Regions from separate parts of the Rattus norvegicus genome. Here region 2 is linked to region 1. A link is a contact called in public Hi-C data. All regions are on one chromosome and are shown on one strand. Each heading gives the region's core, a stretch centred on a gene start, on an enhancer-like site or on the middle of the called end of the contact. The rest is flanking DNA. Distances are from core to core; before and after follow the strand shown.

Evidence for each region. Hi-C and Micro-C count contacts between places; a contact is called where the count stands out from the background.
Region 2: a Hi-C map of prefrontal cortex shows a contact between it and region 1, with 6 times the contacts expected there. The contact joins the promoter of Trmt10a here to the promoter of Lamtor3 in region 1. A contact is called at or near these places in 8 of 12 Hi-C or Micro-C datasets (the A7r5 cell line, frontal cortex, kidney and 4 more) and 1 of 1 datasets of contacts at active chromatin or transcription factors (oligodendrocytes).

What each region holds. Positions count from the first base shown.
Region 1 is chr2:229,082,263-229,089,394 of GRCr8, forward strand. Lamtor3 (late endosomal/lysosomal adaptor, MAPK and MTOR activator 3) reads left to right here and starts at 2,628. Exons shown (of 7, transcript NM_001008375.1): 1 at 2,628-2,708; 2 at 2,926-2,971; 3 at 4,037-4,071. The coding sequence starts at 2,963.
Region 2 is chr2:229,339,006-229,346,137 of GRCr8, forward strand. Trmt10a (tRNA methyltransferase 10A) reads left to right here and starts at 3,848. Exons shown (of 8, transcript NM_001044232.1): 1 at 3,848-3,966.

The DNA of each region.
Region 1 (7,132 bases), core at 1,378-3,877:
GAGGCAACAGGCACCTGATGCAAGTGCTGGCAAGTCTTGCTGGTTTCTCTGTAAGGTCATGCTTAGCCTTTCAACAGGACTGTGACATAGGGAGGTGCTTTTGAGGGACACTGTAGCACTTTTACCAGGTCCTTCCAAACGAATCGTTTTTGACTTGGGTGACTACAGTACGACAGAAACAGTTGGTATCTGTAATTTATTTGTATTAAAAAGTGCTTCATATTTTCTTTACTTCTGGTCATCAGATTGCTATGTGAGACTTTTCATTTCAATTTTTAGGGTGTTTGTTTTTAAGCTGCAGGTAATTTCCAAGGTGTGATATGGGTTTTCAAGATTTGGTGAGATTTTAATGGAAGCCTTGTGTACACAAAATGAAGTGCTATTGGTAAAGGAGATTTCCCTAGTGCATTCAAGACCACATAATTAGGTTTAAAAATGGAAGGTCTGATTTGTAAAAATTTAATGTTATATCAAACTTATATAAGGTTTCGTGTGAGAACTCTTAAGCCACTTTTGATTTTTAATGAATGTTCTAATGAATGATTTACAAATTTTTGTCTTTCAGTCTCTGTAATTTATCTCAACATATGAATAAAAAGAAGGGATGTTCTCACCATAAAAAGGCTTGTTTTCATTATAGTACATCCTTCAATTTTTTTCTTTTCCTTTTCTCCTCCTCCTCTTCTTCCTCTTCTTCCTCCTCTTCTTCCTCTTCCTCCTCTTCCTCCTCCTCCTCTCCTTCTTTTGAGACAAGAATCTCACTATGTAGCTCTCACTATCCTGGAACTCACTATGTAGACCAGGATAGCCTCCAACTCAGAGATCAGCCTGCATCTGCCTCCCAAGGCATGCACCACCATGCCCAGCATATTATCCTCTTGAAATGCTCATTCATTCATTCATTCATTCAAAAAAATGTATGAATCCCTCCTGTGTCCCCAGTAATGAACTAGGAGCTGGGAATTATTCACGAATTAAGACCAAGGGTAAATTTAATCAAGAGAACATTATTGTCCAGGAAATGAATGTTTTAATTTTGATAAACATGAGAGGATCACAAACTACCCATTTATCTATTGATATCTATCTTTAACATTTACCTATTAATACTTATCTATTTATTAACATTTATCTATTTATCTATTAACAGTTATCTAGAGTACCTTCACTATTCTGGAAACATCTAGGAAGACTTCACGGAGAAACTAAACTTAAGCTAAAATCCAAAGGATGAAATAAGAGTGGGGCTGAGACACTAGAGGACAACTTCATGCAGTGTGGGACAATCGATGTTATCGAAAACACGCTGACTCACACGGCTGAGCTGGCCTGTACGAGATCAAGGCAGCCAATATTCTAGCATGTAGTGGGAATGGTTCATGGGCCTACCTATAATGAGGAGCTGTGGACAATTGACGGCTTCTGAGAGAGGGACTGTCAGTGTTCTTTAAGGGTGGCCCCTGGTAGGTTGACCATGACCTATTGGATAGTCCCACAGGCCCAGGAGTAGTTAGATGATCAGCACAAACTGGACTTGATGGGTTATTGGGATGGGTTATGGGGGTGAACCCAAAGTTTGGAGGGTACAAATATGGGGGTGAACCTGGGAGGAGTTAGGGCAGGGGTAAATATGATCAAAATATATTTCATGAAATTCTCAAAGAATAAAAGTGTTAAAACTTTATGGGAATGAAAAGAAACTTGTGTAATGATTTAGTAGAGGAATTCCCAAGTATGGGCTCCCATACAGCTGACATTTTCTTTAATGGTACACACAAGGTAAGAGCTAATCTGCAGCAAAACCACCATCTTCAATCCCCCCCCCCCCCCGAGCTCACGCAGCCACTGGGGAATATTTAGATCCCAGATGATTTTCGTTTGTCCTGGGGGTTTTCTACAGGAGTCTCCTAAGCGGACTACTGTGCCGCCCTCTACCACAAAGAATGTTCGTGGTGTCACAAAGTGTCAGTGGTGGGAAACACCAGGCCAAAGCAAGTGGAGAAGCCTTCCTTTTGCTAAGCATTCTTGCCTTCCCCTTACAGTAGGCTTTCTTGAATGTACAAACATCAACAAAAGATATAGACAGTTTTTTACAAAGCTACAACAAAAGCAGGTCCTAGAGCCAAAGCAGGCAGCCCAGTGCATGCATGTTCAAAACAGACTTGACAAACGAGCCCATAGGTCCATGGCTCCTGCACTTCTAGGTAAAAACTGTAAGAAAAGAGCATGTAGGGTAGCACCCTCAGGAAACTGACTTGTAGGTTGGGTCATCTAGGGATCTGGGCCTTCTAAGTAGGCTTTTCAGTTCGTGCTTCTCAAAGGTCTTCATTCACAAAAAGATTTACATAATGGGTCTGGGAAAGGTGTATGCATACTCCGCACAGGACCGTCTTCCTTTGTAGGTGTGTTCAGTAGAAATTAAGGCGCAGGGACCTCAGACGCTTGATTAGCGGCTTCGGGTGCAGGGCGCAGCGCGCAGGCGCAGGAAAACTCCGAAGGGGCGGGGGGGGGCGGAGCTGCCGCGCGCGCAGTTTCCGCTGGGTCTCCCCGGAAGTTCCGAATCACCAGTACTGGAGGGTGCAGCAAGTGCTTCCTGGATCGCCACGGAGGTCACGAGTAATGTGACAGCGACTTGACAGGCAGCTTCAGAGAAGCGACTGAACTGCGGGAACACCGGGGCAGGTGGAGCGCGCGTTGCGTCTGCAGAGGTCGCCCCTTCTCTCAGCTCCGGGACAGGGTGGGTGGGGAGAGGTGGGCCGTCCGGGCTGGCCACCGGGCAGGGTCCTGGGGACCTCCCCACCCCCTTGACGGAGATCCAGAACTCTCGCTTGGCCCTGGCGAGGGTGGACCTCGTGATGCTGGCTGGGGCTGGGGAGGGTGAATAACCCCCAGGTGCGGGGGGAGTCACGGAAGTTTTCCTTCCAGGAGTGGAGACTGATTCTGCGAGAGAAAGGGGTTCATCATGGCGGATGTGAGTTGACACCCCTTCCCAAGAAAAATGGGGATGTGGGAGGTTTGCATGAGGCTTCTGAGAGGAAGCTAGAATTTTGTTCCGTCCTTAGCCTCTCCCCTCTTCCCGGATCCGGATCCGTAGTAAGGACTTGCAGGGACCTTAGTTTCTATCAGGAACGGTTGTGGTGGGGCACTCTTAACCCGAGAGAACTGTACTCTTCCCACCTCCTAATCCTATTGGAGCATACATGAACTCTGTGTGGGTAACTTCGGAAATTCTAAAGGATGACTGACTGCCCTTCCAGTCAGTACCTGATCCAGAGGACAGTGCTCTGAATACTTTCCTACCAAATAAATGCTTAGTGTCTCATTAGACTCAGCATTGCAATCTAAAAGGATTTCTAAAGGGTGCCCCTTTCGCAACCTGTATTCCGTTTCTGTGTGTCTGTTTAAGACGAGAGCAAAAGTTCATGGTGGTAACATGGGAGAGGATACTCATTTAGGTTTGTAGATAAAGGTTCAAAACAGGACACATTTAGACTGGAGGTCATAGTTATGCTTGTTGGCCAGGAATATTTCTAGATGCATGTATAATGAGAGAAGGTGGCTTTCTGTTCTCTTAGTCCTTACCACGTTCTCTGATAAATCTCCACATTGTCATTATCTTTGTCAAGAAACTGGATATTAAAGTAGTTTATCTGAATTAGGATCATTAAAAACAATCGTGGAAGATCAGTACGGACATAGGAAGAGATTTATAGACTATTCCTAAGGGGACACAGTAGCATCAGGATGTAAATTATTAAGAAACACATGGTCTCATTTTATAGTAAATAATGTATTTGTGTTTCCCAATTCCAAGTACACCAACATATATACCTTATGAAATTTGATTATCCCTGTATACATGTAAGGAAACATACAATGGATCTGAGGCCTGGAAAAAGGTTAATTAACTTCTCCCAAGTTATACAAGTAAAAGATGAAATGCCAGTTACAAATGATGACCTCATGTCCTTTGGGGTATGGACAGGGCTAGAAAAGCACACAGTAATATGATCTTTAAAAAATTATTCTCTTTCAGGATCTAAAGCGATTCCTATACAAAAAGTTGCCAAGGTAAGAAATTACTAATTTGTTGCTGAATAAATTCTGCGCAACATGTTAATCTTACAAAGTGTTTTGTTTCTCCTTTTTAAATTAATATTTTATAATTGTCATGGTAATTATTTGCCACGTTTTAATACAAACTAACCCCAAGTATCGTAAGTAATGACTAGTTTCTAGATAGATAACTCGAAGCCCAGGCTGTTAAATGACTTGTGTATGGTTCAACAGCAGATAGGTACTAGGGACAGAACTTAGATTTCTTGCCACTTTGAATTATTTTTAAACACACTATCATTGGTGTTTATTAGATTATTTTTTAAAGTTCTTAAGTAAATTTAAGAAAAAAAGCTTAAGACTTGCCATTATTTTCAAGTCTATTTTACTATTGGGACCTAATTGCTGGTCAACATAATCCAAAAATAGTTGGCTCAGAAAACAGTTCCCTACCTGTTTTTAGGTGCCGTTCTTACAAAGGCCTTAACAGGTGGTAACGTTAGCAGATTGCTTTTACGTATTTTACTGATCCAAAGGACTTTCTCACTTGAACTCATTGAAGCTCATTCTTAGTTTAATGTGAAAACAAAAAACAAAAAAAAAAAAAAACGATGTCTTTGTTGACAAGCACGTCTTTTGTCTACATCCACATCTTTCTACAAATAACTCAGAACTCGTAATCATTAAGGATGAGCAAGGAAGGTAGGGAAGAATGCCCGAGTCTTTGTTTTCACATTCCAGAACAAAGCAGCAGATTGGATTGAACAACCTTTGAGGTCATCAAGCAGAATATTCTATGAATATTTTTCTATTTGTGGAATAATATAAAAGTTATTTATATTATTTTGTCTAATCTTCCGAGTCTAAAGTTATAAGCGCTTGTGTGCAGATATCAGTTTACCTCTGTAGGTTGAAAAAATTAACACTGGTTTCAAGTTGCTTGAATTGTTGGATGTATGGCTTTTGCTTTGATTGTAGATCAGTGGAAATTAATAAGTGTGTTCTGGTTGTGATCTATATGGTGTATATAGAAAACACCATTGGCATGTTAAGTGAGACAGTGATAATTATCGATTTTATGTTAATGAAATCTTTAATTAATTTAAATTAATGTAATTAAATTTAATTTTAATTCTTTTTCTCATAATAAAATGGCAAATTATAGAGACCAGCTGCTGGTTCTGTTTTCACACAAATGGCCAACATGACAGGCAGTGACAGCTTTGCATGCTAACTAATGAATGGCAATAGAAACAGTGGTACAGGCTAAAACCATGCAGGAGAGGGTTAGTAACTAGTGGGGGAAATAATACTTGTTTTTCTGACCTTATAACATTTCAAAACATTAAAACTTTTCTCGTTATTGATTACTAATGCTTGGGGGACTGCAGGCTGCCCTCGTGTGCTCTCTAAAGCCATGATAAAACACTGACGGAAAGCAACATGAGGAGAAAGAGTATTGAATCTTACAGATTACAGTTTATCGCGGAAGGACAGGGCAGGATCTGAAGCAGAAGCCACGGAGGAATGCTGCCTGCTGGCTGCCTCCACATGGCCTGCTCAGTGTGTTTTTTTTATACAACTCAACACCACCTGCCTTGGGTGGTTCTACCCCAGGGGCCTGGGACCTCCTTCATCAATCATAATCAAGAAAATGCCCTGCAGACTTACCTGCAGGCCAGTCTCATGGAGGAGGCATGCTCTGAATTGAGGTTCTCTCTTCCCAGATGACTCCACCTTGTGTCATCAACTTGACCAAAACCTAACCATCACATAAGCATGATAACTGGCATAGCATTCCAAAACATTAAAAAACATTGCAAAAGTGAGCTGGGCACGTAATTCCAGCATTCGGAATTGAAAGAAGTTCAAAGCCAGCCTGGGCTTCATGAGACCAACAACAGGACCGTTAGATAGCTCTGTGGTTAAAGGCTGATATGGATGCTATGGCATGCATGGTTGACGTATAGAACCACCCCACACATATAATAAATAAAAATATCTGAGATGGCCGCTGGAAAGCAAAAGAGACATTGATTTACTGAGTCACCAAAAGGGGGGCTGCTTCTGTCATTTACCTTCAGATAAGGAACAGGCATCTTTTCTATTCTGTCCTTCACACGTTGAACAGCTTCCCACGTTTCATCCTTTGTGCGCTCCATGCTCTGAAGTCCTTGAGACTTCCTTTGATGTGTTCGTTGTAATGTTTTCATCCGTCTGCTTTTCTTACTCAGGTCAGTAAGCTCGCTTCCACTAAGTACCCCTGCCTTTCTATCTGAGCTTTAACGGTGACCATAAACATTGGAAGTAAATGTTTGTTTACTTCTGAATTCTGACAATTTACCTTTAAGCAAACAGAAAGCTCTGTAACACAAGAGATGCATGCAGTTAAAGAATACTGTGACGATGCACTGTGAGTGTATCTCAGTGAGAGCTTATTTCACACTTGGAAGGCCCCAGGTTCAATCTGCAGCACTTCCAAAGGGACAGGGGAATATTAGTCATAGCATCAGCAGGGAAGGGATTGCGCCATCCTTCTCCTGAGGACCACATTTGCAGATCATTTCCTGTAAACAGGCTTATCACACCCTATGCACAAGAAGAACGGACAGATGATAGCACTATGAACTCTTTGATTCGTTGGTGGATCCCTGGGTTTGCTGGGTGTACACGTTCTTGCCAATTTCTTTCTTTCTTTCTTTCTTTCTTTTTTACAGTTTTATTTATGTGTGTGGGTGTTCTGTATGCATGTATGTCTGTGTACTATGTCATGGCTGGTGTCTGTGGAGGTCAGAAGAGGGAGCCCTAGAACTGAAGTTACAGATGGTTACAGGCTGACAAGCAAGTGCTGGGAATTGAACCTGGGTTCTTTGGAAGAACCTCCAGACCTCTCAACCACTGAAGCATTTCTTTAGCTTAATGACTTCTTGGTTTTAACTACTTTATGTCTGTACTACTCAACAAATCAGGTAGTTCCAGGTGTCAATAAAATGTGGCTTTCTCTGTTAAATATTATTCTTGGGTTTGTATTTTAAAATCCATTTGTGACCCTCTCCCCTAAAAATCTCAGGTTTTC
Region 2 (7,132 bases), core at 2,598-5,097, 260 kb after region 1:
CCAACTCAGCTATACCCAGGTCCAGATCCAGGGCTTTGAGTTGGCCCACCCCAACATCAACCCCATTTGTGAAATGCTTGAGCCTGTGAAGGGGCTGATCCTACAGATCCAAGGCTGCAGGATCTCCGTAACACAGGGTAACCACAGCCATCCTAGAGAAGTCCCAGTGAGGATTCAGTATTGACAGTGTACCAGAAGCCAGAGGCCTCGAACCAGAACAATGGCTCATCGCAATGAACATTTGCAAGTAAAGACGTATGAACAAGTGGCCGTACTGTGTTACACACTACAGCTTCCATGACAAGATATTTTGTTGTTCTTTTCATCTTTTTTTTTTTTGTTTTGGTTTAATCTTGTTTTGGTTTGGTTTGGTTTGGTTTTGGTTTTACTTTTTATTTTCTTTTGGGATGGGGGTTTTCAAGAGTGGTGTGCAGTACAAAGGGGTGGAGAGATGAGTGGGATTGGGGTTGCCTGGTGTGAGATTCACGAAGAATCAATAAAAACTGTAAAAAAGTATTTACTGTGGGTGAGCTTATGCCACGGTGCTTTTGAGGAGTTCAGAGGGTAACTCTCAGAAGTCAAGCACTCTCCTTCCACCTTAAGGGTCCTGGAGATTGAACTTAGGCCCTCAGACTTGGCAGCAAGCACTGTTACCCACTAAGCCATCTTGCTGGCTAGGTATTATCTGTAATTTTAAGAGGAGGATAAAACTGCTTTTCTACTTTCAAGACGACAAATACCTTTTCTGTCACTATCACAAAATGGCATACATGCACTGGGGTCACAACCTTCATGCCTGCCCTTCATTCTTGCATCTGGACTTCTTTCCCCCTCTTTCTGTTTACTCATGTTACTACACACACACACACACACACACACACACACACACACACACACACAAGACTACTCAGACTTAAAATCATAAGCAGATTGGCAAAAATGGAGCTCCTGGTGCCCGAGCAATGCTCACAATCACACTTACTACCAAGTGTTGTGTCCTAAAACTCTCTTCTGTCAGTAGCCCTCTTCCTACGCTACAGTCTGCAGTCCGACCTAACAAACTGGCTGACAGCTCTCTGAGACTGGTACACAGATATGATTTACTTGGGGTGTCCATTATTTATTTGTGGTTAAGTTGCATAAACCTTATTTTTTTCTATAAATGCCATTGCATACATTTAAGGCCTACGACAAGGCCCTGTGAGCTACATTTGACTAGTAGCTATGGTGAGGCCACTTAACACCTCTGTCACTCACAGTTAGCCAACTACTGTTGTTTCCTTTGTGATGAAATCAACTTGAGCCTATTTCATTAGTATGAAAATAATACAGGGTTCATAGGTTATACATTTACTCTCCAGACGTGGGTCACTTTCATTCATATCTTCCTCAACCTCCCCTGAGCTTCCTCTTCTGCTAACTGCTGCTTTATCCTCTATTTCAGTGTATTTGAAGATTATTTCCCACACATAAGTGCAAACCCAAAACTGTATCTGTGTCCAGCTTATTTCACAGCACAATGTCTTCTACCTCCATTCATACTTAGGCAAGTGCCAAGATCCCATTTTTTTTCCTCCAGGGCTAGCAGCTCATTTTATATTTAATGGTTTCTTAGTTCGTTCATTTGCTGGCACTGACAGATACTAGTCTTCCTATCTTGGTGATGGGGGATGGAATGCTTACCTGGAACCCAGCAGTGCAAATATATCCGAGGCGGTGACATCATTTTCTCAGACTTATGTATATAGTTCTATTTTCAACTTCTCTAGAATCCCCTGTATTATTTTCTAGAATGGGTCCTCGATGTTTTTAAAAAGCAAAGCAATGTCAATACCAACAAACCAGATTTCATACAAATTCTATTTCTGACTGCTCTTTCAAAACATAAGCCCTGCTGTCATGCGGCCAGATTGCCACTTGGAGCTTGTACTTAGAAAGGAGCGCCCTCCCCGCCCTCCTTGCCCTCCCCACCCTCCCTGCAGATAGATAGCCTCTCTCCTTTGCTGTATTCCTTGATCTTACAAATATTAAAGGCTTGTGCCCACAGAAGCCTCTTATATTCGTTAAAAGGACAAACATGAACTATTGATTTTAAAGCCTGCTTCTATTTAGATGCCTGCAGATTCCCCAGCCTCCATATATATTCAAATCCAAACTTGCTATGTTTGCCTAAAATACAGCTTCCTTCTAGTATTCTCTAAGCTGCCCAATATTAATAGGATTGTATTTCTACCACTGTTTAAATTAGAAACATCTTTAGAGCTATTTTCCTCATCCTACCCATTGCTCTTCAGTCGCTGTGTAAAACCTTCACACTTTGCTTTTTTGCTTTTACTGTCCCCAGCTTTTACATTCTTTTTATTTATTTAAAGACTATATACTTTCCAATGTGGAGCAAAATTGCAAAATCTCTGAAACTACATGCTCAAGAAATATTCATTTCTTCCTTTTTATCTATAGGCATCTTAAATATGTATTCACCTCTGGATCCCCTATTTCTTTGATGGATATAATCATCTAGTCATTGTTGTATAAAATTCTAAGTCAACCACAATGGTGCATGGGTCAAATGTGCTAAACAAGCATGAGTTTTATAAATCACAAGACTTTACCTTAAACTCTTTATGCTTCAGTCTTTGGCTAAACTGCAGTTTTTACTGTTTTTTTTTTTTTTTCATACTTTGGATTGATTCTGCAACCACGAGAACAAATAACCAAGACAAATTTGGTGACATTATTTAAAGGAGGATTTTCTTATAACTTAAAAACTCCTTTAAATATCCAGGATACTAGGCATCACCTCTGAAATTGTATCATTATTTATAAGACAGATCCCATAGGGGCAACCCAACAGCTGCTGAAAGATTCGGAGCACCACTCTGCCAGCCTGAATTTAATGACCTACATGTGAAGGGCTCCATATCCAATTACTAATCCTCCCTCAGCTACGGAGGCAGCTGAAAAAAGATGCCCTACAAACAGACCATAAATGGGTCCAGATTTTACTGCCAATGTTCCGTTAACAGAAGTCTCTTACATTGAGAGATCCACAAGAGAATCCTGGATCACATTTTTCCAAATAAAAAACGGAGAGTTTAAAAGAGAAAGAGCCTTTCCCCCAACTAAATCCAGAGACGTTTCAGTTTATTTAAGAGCCTGTAACATGTTCAAAGGTCAAGCAAGAAGAAAAAATCTATATTGTGGGTCTCTTTATCTTCAAATTCTACTACTAGTCAATCAGAAAGGCCAAATTAAAACAAAATAAAACAAAAAGACCAACCTACCCAATTGTTTTTCCCACCGCCTCGGTTGACTTGGTCTATATTTAGCAAGATTATATAAGGTCAAGTATTTACAAACGATGAAATATCACTAGTGTTTTGCAAAATAGCATGGGAAAAACATCAAAGAATGGAATGTAAAGTACACGTTTTACTAAGGACATAGGAAACTTTAAAATTCCCAATTTCAATGAATTTTTATTATTTCAGTTTACATTTTCTTCACCTATGAAAGACCATGTGATATTGGTTAACTTTTTCCTACACAAATTAGAATTTGGGCAATACTAGATCCTTTCAACACAGAAAAAACAAGGGCATTTCGTCTGTTTCGCATTTCAATTTCTTTAAGTGGGGCTATCTTCGCCTCGAGACCGGAGCTTACACATGAATAAATGCCTGTAGGTAGAAATACAAACGCTGGACAGGGAAAAACACCTCGTGGTAGCCACTAACCACTCCTGAAAAAACCCAGTTCCTGACCCCGCCCCGTACAGGCCCCTCCCCTTTCTCTAGGTTGGAGTTAGCGCAGTTCGATGACGCAAGTGCCGTAAGCAGACGTGCAACCACCGCCTCTGCCTCTGGGAGTTGAAGTTTCTGAAGGAGGACTAACGCGTGGAGCCGAGAGCATTTCAGAAAGGCTTTCTGACCGCATCCCTGCTTTCCCCATCGTCCCCACGGCTTGGTAAATATGGCACTGCGGCTGTTGCGCCCCTGCTCTTTAGTATTCTTTCGGATGCCAAAGGAGCGTGAACTATCCTATCCTCCGCTGCAATCAGGGCTTCCGGAGTAGAGGGCAAGGGCCTGGGAAGTAGTTGCGGGTTCGCGGAGGAAGTGGCGTCGGGTGGCGCGTTCGCCACCCCCCGCCCTTCGGCCCCTCACGTGACATCTTCCCGCATCGTGATTGGTCAGCTGCGGTTCGTTAGCGGGCGCAGGGCCCGTTCGGGGCGTGCGCGCCCGGCCTGCGTCTGCGCGTGCTCGTGACCCGCTGTCGTGCTGGCTGCTCGGGGTTTCTGTTGTTCGTGGGAATCCTGCCGGAAGTGTGGCAGAAAGGGCAATGTGGAGGCTGAGGGTGGCTTGTCGCAATGCTGCGTTATGCTTAGAGGACAGGCGAGGCGTTTTCCCTGCCTTTCCTCTTTCCTCTCCCCTGGCGGTCGGATGTAGGGAGCCGAGGGGCGGTTGCTGCAGATGCGGCCCAGCCTCGTGGTGAGCTGAGGATGAGTTTAAGATGGAGGTGTTACCGGTTGTCACTGAAATACTTTGTGTTTAAAATGTGGCTATGTGTCCAGAGGTGTAACATTATTCACATTGAAAGAAAGGCTGTCCTGTGATTCCTTCCCAAGCCAGAATTCCGGCCAAAGGGACTTAACAACTGAACAAAGGGCTATTGCTACTGCGATACTGACCAACACGCTAAATAATAAAATGATACAGAAATACACTGGTGCCGGCATGTGTTGATTCTAGTAACTACGGAAAAGAAAGCTTTAAAACTACGAGGGCTGTTTTAGCCAGTTTGATAGCAGCCCTGGTTTGTTTGGTTTGTTTTGTTTTGTTTTTTTTTGTCTTTGGCATTAGGTGACGTATGCTCGCCCCACACCAGATAGTCTTTGTCGGCATTATTCAATTTTGAGTTGTGTAATTCCATCTGATAACCTATATCCAAGAATTAACCATCCACGGTTTAAGATGTGCTAAAGTAAAAGTCTCACACTTACGTTCTATCTTTCTGTAAAATGTTCTTTAATACTTGTTAAACTTGGATTAGTGAATGAAAATGTGCTGCGAGCATCCCTGCTGGTCAGGGAGGAGCCCCAGACTCGCTACCATAGAGATTTATGTCGTGACCCAAACTAAAACCAAGTGCGTTCACAAGTGCCATGTTTTACATAGTTGTATCAAATTCGTACACTGTATTTATTATGTAGTAGACAGTCGGAGCGGAAGCAATCTTGGTAAAGTCTAGCCAAAATAAGACACCCAGCTACTATTTTATCTGCATTCATATATTTTATAAAACGAAACATATTTCATGTGTTGTTCAGTAGTATAGCTTATTTAATTAAAGCTTAGGAAACTCACCCAGCACAGTGCTTCGAGAATTGATAAAATACATTAATGTTTAGACTGGCTTATGATAGGCTGCTCAGAAATGTTTCTGTTCTCTGATAGGTCAGGTTAAATTTAACTTGAGACATTTTAGATGTGAAAGGCAAAGGCTCCCCCTGGTGTAAGAGAGCTATAAAGCATGGCTTTTGTAATTCTCACAGTATAGCTAGCTCAGCACTTCAGAATTTTAAACATAGAGAACTATTGAAAACTATTGCCACAGATAAACAGAAATGTGCTCTCTTGAATATTTGTCTCAGAAAATGCTTTCCTGTTAATTTCAGTTTTGCTTTTAAGTTTGCATGTTTGATGGGAATTGTTTTATCCACCGTCCGTGGCTTTGGATATATACATTTTAAAGTTTTATTTAATGCCTTTAGAGTCATCTGTCAGCAGTGTACAGTCTGCACTATCCCTTCAGAATCCCCCACTCTCAAGGTGTTAGGTTACTGGGAAGTGTTGCTCTTGGAGCTGGGTTTGAGTCATATTGCCATAATTTCATTCATCTCTTTATTCTACCAACTATTTTGAGTATATTCTCCCTGTAGATTTGTTTGAGATACCTTGTTTCTTAGGAATTACTGGAGACGGGAGGAGTTAGTAGCTTTGCTATAATTATCCTCATTTAAAAAAAAAACCCTTTGAAATACCATATCTACTCACTTATCCGGTCAGTTTGAAGTAAGAGTCAACTTCGTCTCAAGTAACGTGACACTGCACTTTCAGAGAAAGTGAGATGCACATAGTAAAACTACTGCTTAAGTTCTGTAAATGTGTTGTCCTTATTATTACGTCCTGAAGAGTAATTGTTTCATTGTTTGTTTTTGTGTGGCTTAGATTAACTAGCTACCTCTGTAAGAAGAATCTCAGAACATTTCTTAAGGCCCTACGATGCTTAGTACATCATGCTTAGTCTGAGGCAGGGACAAAAAGGCAAACGCTTGTAAGCTTTGTTATTAGTAACATATTAAAGAGAAAAGACATTTCAGTGTAGTTAGCCTTCCCCCAGTCAGCAAGTTGAATTCTAGTTGTTATGGATAAAAATGTGTGTGGTTGGATTTAAATGGAGATTTATTTCAGTCAACGCCTTAGCGTTGCAGACTGATTACAGAATCATATTTTGTTTTTAGCCATAACTAAAGTGTTTACAGATATACTGTGACATTTGTTAGAGAAAGAAAACTTGTCTATTTCATTAAAGCGCGTACACATCTTCAACGTCTGTTCATGGGTATGTATATGTGCTTTAATAAATATAATAAGCATATTAGTATCTGCATTGATTCTCAGATTTAAAATATAGCCATTACCCATCATCAATAAGTAATTTTGGAAATACCATCCTTAATGGCTGCTTAGCCTGCATAACTAACCTATATTATAGAGGAACCGTTATTTGTTTATACTTTTTTGCTGACACTCAAGTTCTGAGTTTTCACAGTTAAAAATGTTAGGATGAATAAATTGTGATGCAGATTTTAATGTACGTTTCTGACTTGCTTACAGGAATTTTTGCTAAGAAGATACATTGCTAGGTCAGAGAGTGTTCACAGCAGTTCAAGTCTCTGTTGTGATAAAACACTTGAAGCAAAAGCCAGTTAAAGGGAGGGGGTCCCTGGCTCATGCTTCTAGATCACAGTTCGTCATTGAGGGAAGACAGGGTGGGATCTAAAACAGAAACCACGGAGTCTACCAGTCAGCTTACTCCATTGCTCATGCTTAGTTAGCTTTCTGATGTGGCC